3 separate regions of the Mus musculus genome follow, and all the other regions are linked to region 1. The links are chromatin contacts, called in public ChIA-PET and HiChIP or PLAC-seq maps. All regions are on one chromosome and are shown on one strand. Each heading gives the region's core, a stretch centred on a gene start, on an enhancer-like site or on the middle of the called end of the contact. The rest is flanking DNA. Distances are from core to core; before and after follow the strand shown.

Evidence for each region. ChIA-PET counts read pairs in DNA pulled down with a chosen protein or histone mark. HiChIP or PLAC-seq counts read pairs in DNA pulled down with a chosen protein or histone mark.
Region 2: an RNA polymerase II ChIA-PET map of memory CD8 T cells shows a contact between it and region 1, with 6 read pairs. The contact joins the promoter of Jaml here to the promoter of Sidt2 in region 1. A contact is called at or near these places in 2 of 39 promoter capture datasets (hippocampal neurons and pre-B cells) and 1 of 115 datasets of contacts at active chromatin or transcription factors (memory CD8 T cells).
Region 3: a contact with region 1 is called in an H3K4me3 HiChIP or PLAC-seq map of pro-B cells, with 3 times the contacts expected there. The contact joins the promoter of Scn2b here to the promoter of Sidt2 in region 1. A contact is called at or near these places in 3 of 39 promoter capture datasets (hippocampal neurons, liver and pre-B cells) and 2 of 115 datasets of contacts at active chromatin or transcription factors (embryonic forebrain and pro-B cells).

The regions. Positions count from the first base shown.
Region 1 is chr9:45,953,379-45,957,223 of GRCm38.p6, reverse strand. Sidt2 (SID1 transmembrane family, member 2) reads left to right here and starts at 1,975. Exons shown (of 26, transcript NM_172257.4): 1 at 1,975-2,500. The coding sequence starts at 2,318. A830035O19Rik (RIKEN cDNA A830035O19 gene) reads right to left here and starts at 3,238. Exons shown (of 1, transcript NR_152206.1): 1 at 1,226-3,238.
Region 2 is chr9:45,077,050-45,080,894 of GRCm38.p6, reverse strand. Jaml (junction adhesion molecule like) reads right to left here and starts at 1,712. Exons shown (of 11, transcript NM_001005421.4): 1 at 1,599-1,712. It overlaps Mpzl3 (myelin protein zero-like 3), which reads right to left. Exons shown (of 6, transcript NM_001093749.3): 6 at 3,458-3,845.
Region 3 is chr9:45,116,247-45,120,091 of GRCm38.p6, reverse strand. Scn2b (sodium channel, voltage-gated, type II, beta) reads right to left here and starts at 2,216. Exons shown (of 4, transcript NM_001014761.2): 1 at 1,999-2,216. The coding sequence starts at 2,068. All of the region lies in intron 1 of Gm10684 (predicted gene 10684), which reads left to right.

The DNA.
Region 1 (3,845 bases), core at 726-3,225:
CTACAGAAATACAATACATCCAATTGTAGCACACGTTATTTATTTACTTACCATACTGGGGGTTTGAAGGGACTCTGACAGCTTGAGCTTGGTGAGCATGGCTTGGCAGGCCTTGCCCTTCTCCCCCATTTGTCTTTCTAAAAAGACATTATACATTCCTAAAGCTAGCCCCCAAGGTCTGTTCCTTAATTTAGCCAATCCTTTCACCTGAGGTTGATTACCAAGGTCCAGCTATCAAAGTGTTGAAGTCCAGCAATCAAAAGCTCCCTTTGGCTCGCCTAATTAACATGCCCAATTAAAATTAAACGCCTCATCCTAACATGGAGTTTCCCATTTTACCTTTATAAACCATCATTTCCCTATGGGCCACATTTGTCTCCTCTCTAGCCAGAGGCAGTCCTTTGTCCTCAAATACCCCTTCCCCTTCTCCCTCATCCACTGTCTCCTGTCTTTGTCTCATATTCCATGCCTTCTGTGGCAAATCAATCTTCCTTTGTGCTGAGAACTTGGTTTGGGGCTCCCTGAACCGATACTTTTCCTAACAGGATGGAACCCAAGTGTGTGTGTGTGTGTATGTGTGTGTCTGTGTGTCTGTGTGTGTGTCTGTGTTCTTTGTAATGACCTTTAATTACATATTGTGTATATGTGTATGTTTCAGAGGTGCTACAGCATGCATGTGGAGGGCGGATGACAACTTGCAGAGTCAGGTTTTTCCCCTCTTCCACCTTTTGGGTCCCAGAGATGGTCATCAGGCATCTTGGCAAGCACCCGCACCCACTGAGACACTTCATCCACCCTTGTACATGTGTGTGTGTGTGTGTGTGTGTGTGTGTATATATATATATATAATTTATTATTGTTCATGTGTCTGTGTGTGAAGTGCGCAAGCACATGTTGCCAGGTGTCTGTGGAAGTCAGAGAACAAATTTGTGGAGTTAGTTCTCTCCTCCCTGGTGTAGAGCTCAGGCCGGGCTTTCCATGGCAAGTGCCTCTTCCTGATAAGCCATCTCAGCTCGGTTCTTGTGCATATTTTCCTATTTATGTCTGAAGTTTGGATTATATACCACTTATATAATGTTATTCTTGAATTCCCTCCTTAGATGTCCCTTTGATGGTATTAAGAATCTATCTGCTTAACTTCATAGTAGTATCTCTGACCACCTCTTCCTTCACTGTGAACAAGCAGTTTCCTTTGAGCTTTCTCAAGATCACAGGGATGCAAATTGCTGTCCCCATATTTTATTTGTATTTCTTATTCGTAGGACACAGTCCCTGGAGTGGAATGACTGGGTTGAAGGGTATAGAGCTCTTTTAAGCCTAAGCCAAAACAGTTCCTCAGAAAGGTTTTTGCCAGTTGACAACGAAAGGTCAGAATCTTTCCGTGGGCTTTGTTCAAACAAACAAAGCAGTTTCTGCAGAGTAGGGACAGAGCTCACAGGTTGGAAGGCATCCTGGTTATGGTGCCCTGGTTCTGGTTATCCCCTCTACTGTGAGAGGGGAGCGGCCGCTGAGCTGCTCTCAGTGGGCAGGCGCTTTTATGAGCCAATGAGGGAAAAAGAATGATGCTGGGGTAATGATTTTGGAGCACAATTCCTGTCTTGAGCAAAGAAATCATCTGTCAGCAAGACCCTGCACTTACTGGGCTCTGTGAATCTTGCCAGCAATGCCAACACCCAGCAGTAGAGGTGGGAGGAGGATCAGGCGTTCAAGACTCTCCAAACTTACACGACCAGTTCCAGACCAGCCTGAGTTATGTGAGCCGTCTCAAAAAGCCAAAAAAACGCGGACCACAAAAGCAAGAATCCAATACTTAGTGATCCTTCGTGAAAAACCCAACTCCAGACGCTCACAGGACAGCGAAGGAAGGAGGCGGCGACGGCTGCGTGGGAAGTAGAGGCAGCCTGGCCCTTTAAATCCGCGTCGGTTTCCCATGACGTAAGCGGGCGGGCACAGCCCGCTGTTTACCGCGGCGCAGCTCCTGGTAGCTCCGAGTTCTGCGCCGCGTCCGCCGCCCTTAAAGGGCCCGCGTCCGGGAAGCCTTCGGGCCAGGGCCACCGCCGCCTCGGCTCTCCGGGCGCGAGCGGACGCCGGGTCTCCAGCCGGGCTGGGCCGGGCTGGGCCGGGCTGGGGTAGCGGGTCGCGGTGCCGCCCTCGCGAGCCGGGATCCGCGCGAGGCCCAGGAGCGGCTCCAGGGAGGGGACGCGTCCTATCTGAGGCCGGGGTTAAAGTTCTGGTCCCGGTGAGATGCTGGAAGCTGCTGCGGCAGCCGCAACGCGCCCGGTCGCCGTCCCGTCGCCAATCCCCGCCGTCCCGGGCCATGATCGCCTGGCGTCTGCCCTTGTGCGTGCTCTTGGTGGCCTCCGTCGAGAGCCACCTGGGGGCCCTGGGGCCCAAGAACGTCTCGCAGAAAGACGCGGAGTTTGAGCGCACCTACGCGGACGACGTCAACAGCGAGCTGGTCAACATCTACACCTTCAACCACACCGTGACCCGCAACCGGGTGAGCGCGGGACTCCACGGGCGGCCGAGCGGGTGGGCGCCCGGCCTGGACTTGATGCTGCCCCTTTCCTCTCCGCCAGCCTTTGAGCCGCCCTCCCCCTGCCAAGACCTGGTTTCCACCAGCATTCCCGGGCAGCTCCAGCGGGGCAGCTTGGGAAGTTCCCTGCCACCAGCTGTGATCAGGACCGGTCTGGTCTGCTCTGTGACCTGGCTCTCAATCTAGCTCTCAGTCTGTGAGGTCGGGGTGAGGGGAAAACAGGCTCCCAGCCTTGCGTGGCTCAGACAACTCCAGATGGGGCCAACTTAGAATTGAAAGAGCTCGGTCACAGGGAGGTGAAGGAGACAGACCTCCTTGCCTCAGAAAGCCAGCTGGCCTTGTAAGTTGAAGGTGACAAGATAAGGCCCTCGAAGGCTGAGTGGCAAGAGAAAAGGGAGTTTGTTTCTAAGACAGAACTATCTCCGACTTCTTACTCATTTCTTCCCAGTAGTGAAAGTAGAAAGAAGGCTGGCAGAGCTGGGCCCAGGCAGAGCACAGCCTGGGAGATTCTTGCTGCCTGGCTGTGTGGCCTGCCTAGCTCTCTTGCTCATTCTCCAAGGCCCGATCTGGATTGACTCGGAAGCACTGGAGTTGAGGAGGAGGCACCTGAGGCTTTCTTTGGGAGGGAGAGGAGTTTGGTTTCTGGCAGGCCATGATCAACCATCAGGATCCATTTCCTTGAAGTCTGATCTCCCCTTTTGAGTACCATTTCCAGGATCATCCCGGAAGTGGCACCTACCCCTCAGGGAAACGTTACCCCTAGATTTGGTTTCAGCAACCTAGTAACTAGTTGTCTGCAGTTGTGATTTCTTCACTTTTAAACGCCCACTGTCCTGTGTAGCTTTGTCCGCAGCAGAGAGGGTGGGTTATTTCTTTATTTTCTTAGAGAGGGTGAATCAAGGTTCAGATGGAAAGTCACTTCAGAGCTTGGCCCATGGTCAGAACTAGAGAGACAACTTGTATTTCGACACAGTTCCCTACACCCCTCCCTGCAGGGCTCTGGCCTCCAGAGTAGCAGTGGAACCGGAGCTTCTTGCTGCTTTCCTAGTTCATGAGGAAGAAGATTGAGGGCTTGAGGGCACGTCTTGATCTCCCGTGACAGTGTGTGCACAGGGACGTGTGTAGACACGTGTCTATAACATGTGTGTGCATGTGGGCTATCCTGGAACCTTCTAAGGTCTCCGCTGCATATCCCTGCTGTTGCCTGGGTTCTGCTGCTCTGTATACCCGTTCTTCCAAGAGCGAGCTTCTTCAAGCCTCGGACCGGACAGTGTCAGTCATTTCTAGAAACTTGGCCTGTTCCCTCACA
Region 2 (3,845 bases), core at 463-2,962, 880 kb after region 1:
TGAGAATTTACCAAGAAGCCTCTAGTTAAGTTTCAATTTCCTGAGTTGGTGGCAAATATTCAGAATTTGTGTGTATACACACACACACACACACACACACACACACACACACACACACACACACTCATACATCATTTAGTAAGGGGGAATATTGTCATCAGGAAATTCCATTCTGTGACCATCCCAGAGTACACCTACGCAAACTAAGGTTAAGATGCTGCTAGGTTATATAATCGTATAGGACTCCTGTCTGTGCATTGTCAACTAAAATGTTACTTAGCACATGACTACACACACACACACACACACACACACACACACACACACACACACACACGTATATTTTAAAACATATGATTCTCCAAAATTCTGAATTCTAAACACACACAAATGAAATCTTGGCTTTTAAAATCCCAGCAGACGTACTCAGAGTCGCCTTGCCTGTTAAGCTATCCTCCCTACCCTGCTCCCTTTCTGGGTACTGACTTAGCTCAGCAGACAACCTTCAGGTGATACCACACAGTCAGTCATTTCCCTTGCTGGCAGAGCATCTGACCCAAGCTCAAGGCTCCTCCACAGTGACTCCTGGCAAAAATCTCCTATCAGTCCTAGGGTGTGTGCAACCACCAGGAACTCTTTCCTACAATTAACAATGAATAGAAACTTTCCCCCTGGGTATAATTATGGCAGTGGAGGGAAGCTTCCGAAAAGAGACTTGTAACAATGAGAATGCCACACAGAATATGAAAATGGCCCTCAGATATGACAATATTGCAAGACAATGGGAGAGCGGGGACTGTCTCCTAGCCATTTGCCCCGGTAATAACCAAGACCATAAAATCAGACAACTGTGTGACATTCTTAAGCACGCCCCTCTCCGCTGCCATGCTAAGTCCCCTGCTCGTTCCTGTGCACTTTTGGGCTCTCAGAAATTTGTAAGTTCACAAGTCCTCATAGCCACCCTGCGTGATACAAACCTCTTGAAATATGCCCTTGACTTTCCCTCTAAGACCAAGTAATACAGATTGGGTGGAGGGGTGCTTCGTGGCTTCTGAAACACAACCTAGGTTACATGTACTCAGATGGGACCTTGGGAACATCCCTCCCTGTTCCCTCCAGCCCAGCATGCATCTAGTCACCATCCGGCCTGCATCTGCCTTTCTGGAGGCTATGTCAGGGTGTGATGAGTAAAGACAATAAATAGTCCGAGTCTCTTGGGAAACTGCCTTGGTGACGTATCCAGATCAGGGAGAAAACAGTGAGGTAGGAGTCCTGCCATGAGCTCAAAAGCAGTCACGATTCTGTCTCAAGCCATCGGCAACAGGAAAGCTAGACCTTCTAAACAACCCCGTCCGTGCTTACCACAAGCAAGGCTTACTTCTTTCTCTGAGAACCTTCACACAAAGTACACTACAGACACTAAAGCTGCACCTACTGGTCTACCTCACAGCAGCCCACCTGCAGAGACCGGGAATTCCATGCACGGCCTCCTCATCCTACAGCAATGCCCATCTCACCACCCTTCCTTTGAATGACAACTGGCCATCTCCTCAGAACAGCTCAAAGAACGGCTCACAGCACACAAAGTCACTGCTTACCCAAGATGACAGTGCCCAGGAAGAACAGTCCACCGCGATCTCCTGCCACAGCATCGCCCACACCAACTGAGAGACTTCTGCCAGCACAGGAGATCAGGCTCAAAGCAACACAGATGTGCATGCCTTCTGTGGTGGCTGCGGAAACAGAAACAGGAACCTCCCAATCAAGGCTCTCCATTCAATCATCTAGGTCACTGCTCAATTTGCATTTATATTTCCATTACTTTTAAATTATGGGTTTTTTTTTCAATTTTACAAATGGTATTCAATGTATTGTGATGGTCATATTCACCCTCATCACCCTCTCTTATTCCCAGTTCATCCCTGCTGATCCTCTTCCCAGCTAGTCCTATGCTTGCTTGTGTGTGTGTGTGTGTGTGTGTGTGTGGTGTCTGTGCATAGAGGGTGCACTGTGCACCTATGTGTGCCTGTGTATATGCATGCATGCATGTATACATGTGTGTGCCTGTGTGTACAGTGTGTGGGCATGCTACTGTGTGGTGTATGTACATGCATGTGCGCTGATGTGTGTATGTGGGGGTGATGCCTGTGTACATGTGTACATCTTTGCCTATGTGTGTGCCTGTGTGTGGTATGTATGTGAGCTTGAGTGTGCCTATGTGCCTGCAGTGTGTGTGTGTGTCCCAGTGTGTGTCTATGTGCATTGTTCATTTGTGTGTGTGTGTGTCCATGTGTGCCTGTGTATGTGCATATATAAGTCTTCTGCAGGTAGCCACAGCTGCTGTGTGGACATGATTACCAGGGCCATGTCCTATCCAGAAGCACGGCATCCCTGTCTTCTGGCTTTGACATTCTGCCTCCTCTTCTGCGATGTCCTGGAACCGTGGAGGGGTTGACACAGTTGTCCTACTTGCAGTATGTATAGTTTTTTTCTAGAAGGAAAGACTTGCAGCTCACTCAGGTGAGCCTCATATCTCAGGTCCCTGCAGATGTCACCTCCCTTCTGGATTACAAACTCTGCAAGCAAGATCTCAAATCAGCCAGGCCTAGTGGTGTATGCTGGACATCTCAGCACCCAGAAGGCTCAGGCAGGAGGAGCCAGCCTGGACTACACTGTGAACCCCTTATATCTAAACAACAACAAAACAACAACAAAAATCTTGACTGGCAAGAGGCATTTGCTGAGAAATCAGCTTTATGTAAATAAAGCACAATTACTTGGAGAATAGAAAACTTGAGGCTGTGTTTCGGACACAGAAGTTTCACTTCTTCTTCTCTTACTGTACAGATGCAGCCTGGCTGATTGATCACCTTTAGCTGCTTCCAGAGATTCCCCTGGCCAGTGCTCCGCCCACCATGTTGCTGTATAGGTTTCCTCCGACTGTGAGGGTTGCCATCATACAGAGAGCAAGCTGTTCTCCTAGCAGACCCTTTGAGTGGCTTGGCCATCTTGGGGAACAACTCAGGCCATCCTGAATGCCAGATCCTTCTCTTTTTCAATCATCCCTTCAGACTAAGCGTTCTTATACATACACATCCATCCCTTGTTCTATGGATTGACCCAGTAGAACAAAGCCTGGGTAATGCTCATCTTTTGAAATTTGTCCTGTCCTGGAAACTGTTGAATGTTTTCTGGCCCCAAGGACTATGCTGCACGGGCCCTGTATAAATATTCCCAGTGCGGTGTATTTCATGCCCACCAGTTTGCCACTGGGTTCACAAAATTTCTAGAAATGCACTCATCAGCTTCTGCTATGTGAGCTGGTTCCAGCACACCACTGGATCTATGCAGGATCTTGCTGGTGGTGCAGCTCAGACAGTTTTCTCAATGCTGAAAACCACAACAATCCCCTGCACAAGGTACTTCTCATTTTAACATAGTTAGACACGAAAAGGGTAGCCACAAGGTGCAAAGAAGTTTATTAACTACAGTGCAGTAAAGCTTCCATGAGTCACAATGTCTGTGCACAAAGCCTTACAGTTCATACTCTCCTGCAAACAAAAAGTCTAATTTAATTTTAAAAGTCAGTGAGAGACAACGGTGTGGAGGCCAACACCGGAGTGGGCACTTCTGGCAGCAAAGTTGTGAGCTGTGCAATTAAATAAGAGCTTTGATCTACTCCATGGATCTTCTTAGAGTCCTTCTTCAGAATGGGGGAGCCCAGCAACACAACAGAACATTCTGGATCAAGATGTGGCCTCCAGGTTTTCTGTTGTTGTAAGATATACATATGCACGCACACATGCACACACATGTATATATGCACATAAGCAGGATGGGAGAAG
Region 3 (3,845 bases), core at 967-3,466, 840 kb after region 1:
TGCGCAGGCGTCTGCATCCAAGGCACCATCTCCCTCAAGGCCAGGCCCGCTGGTCCTCTTGCCAAAGCCCTGGCCTTGTTCACTTAAATATGGCTGCCATAGACAGCCTCCATCTGACAGGAGGCTGTGGCCAGTGCCTGAGAGGAGATCTGTCCTCCACCTCTGGCTTTTTTTTTTTTTTTTAAATTCAGATCTTCCTCCTACTCCCCCTTTTAGCCTGTACTTGATACTCTTGACCAATTAATGCCAACAGAGTAGTACCACTTCCTGAACATTGGGGGCAGTAGAACCCAATATTAAAAGAATGTGCTAAGCCAGATACAAATCTCAGTTCTGAGTTCAAATCTCAGCTCTCTCATGCTAGTCACATGACCTGATTGGAGGAGTTACTGAACCTCACCGTGCCTTTGTTTCCACCCTAGAACATGAATAGATTCACAGTATCTACTACAAGTAACTGCTGTGCGTGAGGGCTTAGCAAAATATGCCATGCCAGGGTTCACGGGAAGCATGTTGGCCCCTGCTGTGTGTTAGGTCACAAGCTCACCAAGCAAGAGACAGTCTCCAGTCTCCCATGGGAGCAGTGATGCTGAAGTGGCGCTCGGGGTAGGTAGGGTCTCGCCCATGGTTATAGAGTAAAACACAAAGCTAGTTTTAAACTTGGGTCCAGTTCCGAAAGACGAAAGATGTTAGATCTTTATCTTGCAGGTTACCAGGATTGCTTCATGTCTCTGTTATCCCTGTGGGCCCTATACCCAGCATGAGAGGGAGGGGGGATATACCACCCAGCACAGTGAGAAAGGACACAGAAGGTGGGACAGAGAGACAGAGACCAGCATAGAGACAGAAAGAGAGACAACAGAGAGACAGACAGATTGAGAGAGCTTATAGTGGGACCTAATCTCACCTAAGATCCTTAAACTTGACCCTCAGGCACTACAGAGAGAATTTTAAGAGTGAGAGTAAAACTGTCCACAAGGCAGGTTTAGAGCCCAGCATGGTGGCACTTGTCTGTAATCCCATCACCCAGGAAGAGAAAGAGACAGGAGAATCACTGAAAGTTCGAGATCAGCCAAGACTACAAAGTGAGACCTTATGGGTTGTGGGGTGGGGTAGAGTCGGGAAGCAGGCCTACAAATAGCCTCCTAACATACCTGCCTAGTACGAGGTCTCTAGGTGTTCAGCTATGAAATTGGCTTTGGGACCTTACGACAGGGTGGTCTGCAAGGTTGGGCTGGACCACGGAGACTGGTTTTAAAGGAACTCTCCCTAGGTTCCACTTACAGTTTGCTCCTTTTCCCAGGATCCTGGGCACCTGACCTCATCCATTCCATCTGGTTCACACCAGGGGTGCCTGCCTCGGTAGCAGCTACTCTGGTGCCTCTCCTGCCAACCCGGAGCTGGTCCTTAAGCCTGATACCCACCTCCTCCCACACGCATCCCAACAAATTGGTGGGATAGGCTCAACTCTCTGCCCCCAACTCTCGAGAACGCGATCTCCTTTAAATCCACCAGATCCCAGGGAACGGGCTCACAAATGAGACTTTTAAAGAAGCCAGCAACTCCTATGAGATCTCTTGGGAAGTAACTGAAAATGAAAACATGATGATGATGGTGGTGGTGGTGGTGGTGGTGGTGGTGGTGGTGGTGGTGGTGGTGGTGAAGAGAAAAATCCCTGAAGAGACCGCAGAGCAGCCTAGCTCTGCCCCACCCCCACATGGGTCCACTTCAGGGAAATCTACAGGATGAACCACCTCTTGATAAATTTGACCATTTTCATCCCCGAGCAACACTCACCCTCTAGTCAACATTTCTGGGAAGGAGAAGCCCAGCATCCGGCAGTCCCAGCTGTCCCAGATCCCCAGCACGCCCCTTCCCAAGGACACAGAGGGAAGCGGCTCACACTCCTTCCCTCTTGCCCCCTCCCCCGCCCCCTCCTCTTTCCGCTGCAGCTGCACTTCTGACCCTTAGGAGCATGCAGATGTGGTTCTAACTTACCCAAAGAGAAAAACAGACTGAGCCCCGTGAGACTGAAGGCAGGGCGAGGTAGCCAGGCATCCCTGTGCATTTTCAGAGACTGTGACGTTAGGCGGGTGGGCTGTGGGAAAGGGTGATTGAGGGACCAAGGACCACAAGGTAGGAATGGTTAAATGCTAAAAAAGAAAATGCACGGATGTACTTCAAAGACATATGCAACATTGAGGAAGCTTTATTTCCATCTCTCTAATATGGCCGACTTGTATGTGGCTGCTAAAAAGAGAGGGGGGTGGTGTATAAGGGAAAGGAAGAAAAAAAAGGGGATGGAGTAAATATTGTGGTTGGTGGATTTCAGAAAGCAGGTGGGAGGGCATAAAAAAGATATTCCTGGAAGAAATTAAGTTGCCAGAAAATTTAGCCTCTAAACTCAGAGCTCAATCAAATTTTGCCTTCCTACTGCATTTGAAATGATTTTTAGACTTTGAAAATTGTTAGAGAATTCTAGGTGAGGTGGCACGTGCCTGCAATCCTAGCACTAGGGAAACAGAGACAGGACTGCCTTGAACTCATAGCAGTCCAAAGCTAGCCTAGGCTCCAAAGCAAGACCCTTGCAAGAGAGGGGAGGAAGGAGGGGAGAGAAGGAGAGAGGGAGGGAAGGAGGGAGAGAAAGAAAAAAGGAAAAAGAGAAAGACTGTTAGAGCCATCTGTTTTTATCAAAGGGCTGTAAGGAAGTCCTTTTTATCATATGAATACGCCCCAAAGGCCTGTGAGTTGATTCCCTGGGGAAAGTGCTTGTGGCCACTGCCAAGCATGATGACCTGAGTTTGATCCCCGGGAACACACCTGGTCACCCAGCAGAAGGAGAGAACTGATCCCTGCAAGTTATGGTCTAACCTCAACACATTAGTGGCACCTGTATACTCATGCTACATGCTCTCTCTCTGTCTCTCTGTTTGTCTGTCTGTCTCTCTCTGTCTCTCCCCAACACACACACACACACACACACACACACACACGGGGAGGGGCAAGAGAATAGATAGATCATACATACGTACGTACGTACATACGTACGTACATAGATGTAAACACCCAGGAAAGAGTTGCCTTTTGTTGTTTGGGTTCAGCGAAGTGGGCAGGAGGCTCTTGGAAAGTAATGACTTCCTCATTGCTCTAGCATTTCCGCAGAATACAGAACTTGTCAGAGAAGGCTGATGCACAAATGCCTAAGAGACTTTTACAAGAGAATAGAGCATGGACCTCTGAGGGACCCGGATTCAAACAAATCAACAAGGAAAGGAACAGGTTTTGAGACAAGGGGAGCAGGGAGCGAATGTAAACTGGACGTTGATTATGTCAACAAATAACGTCTAATGCTGCCGGGTATCATAAAGATAGTGTCTGTGTTTTTAACACCCGTGGGTAATGTAGCTGATGGTCCCAGATGATTGGTGGTGCCTGGGGCACACTTCCCTTGGCTTTGGTGTATGTTTGAAACTTGTTATTTCGAAGGAGGGGAGAATACAGGTTGTCACAAGTAGAAGTTAGGAGAGAAGTGGCCCTAAGCAAAGAGGAGAACAGAGCCAAGCGTATCACAGGTCCTTAAACAGCAATCATTTATTTAGCTGTGCACATTTATCTGTCCACAGTGAGGAATCACAATTTGATCTTAACGTTAGGTCCAATGTACAGGTGATAGATCAGAGCCAGGATTCAAACCCAGCTCTTTGGAAGAGGCTGACCTCCCCCCAACCCCACTCCCCTTATTCCACATGGCTGTGACTGAGCCTTCCACACAGGGAAGAGCTGAGAATTCTGCACAGCGCCTGGTTGAGACTTGAAATTCACTAACCGGGAGGTAATTGACCACC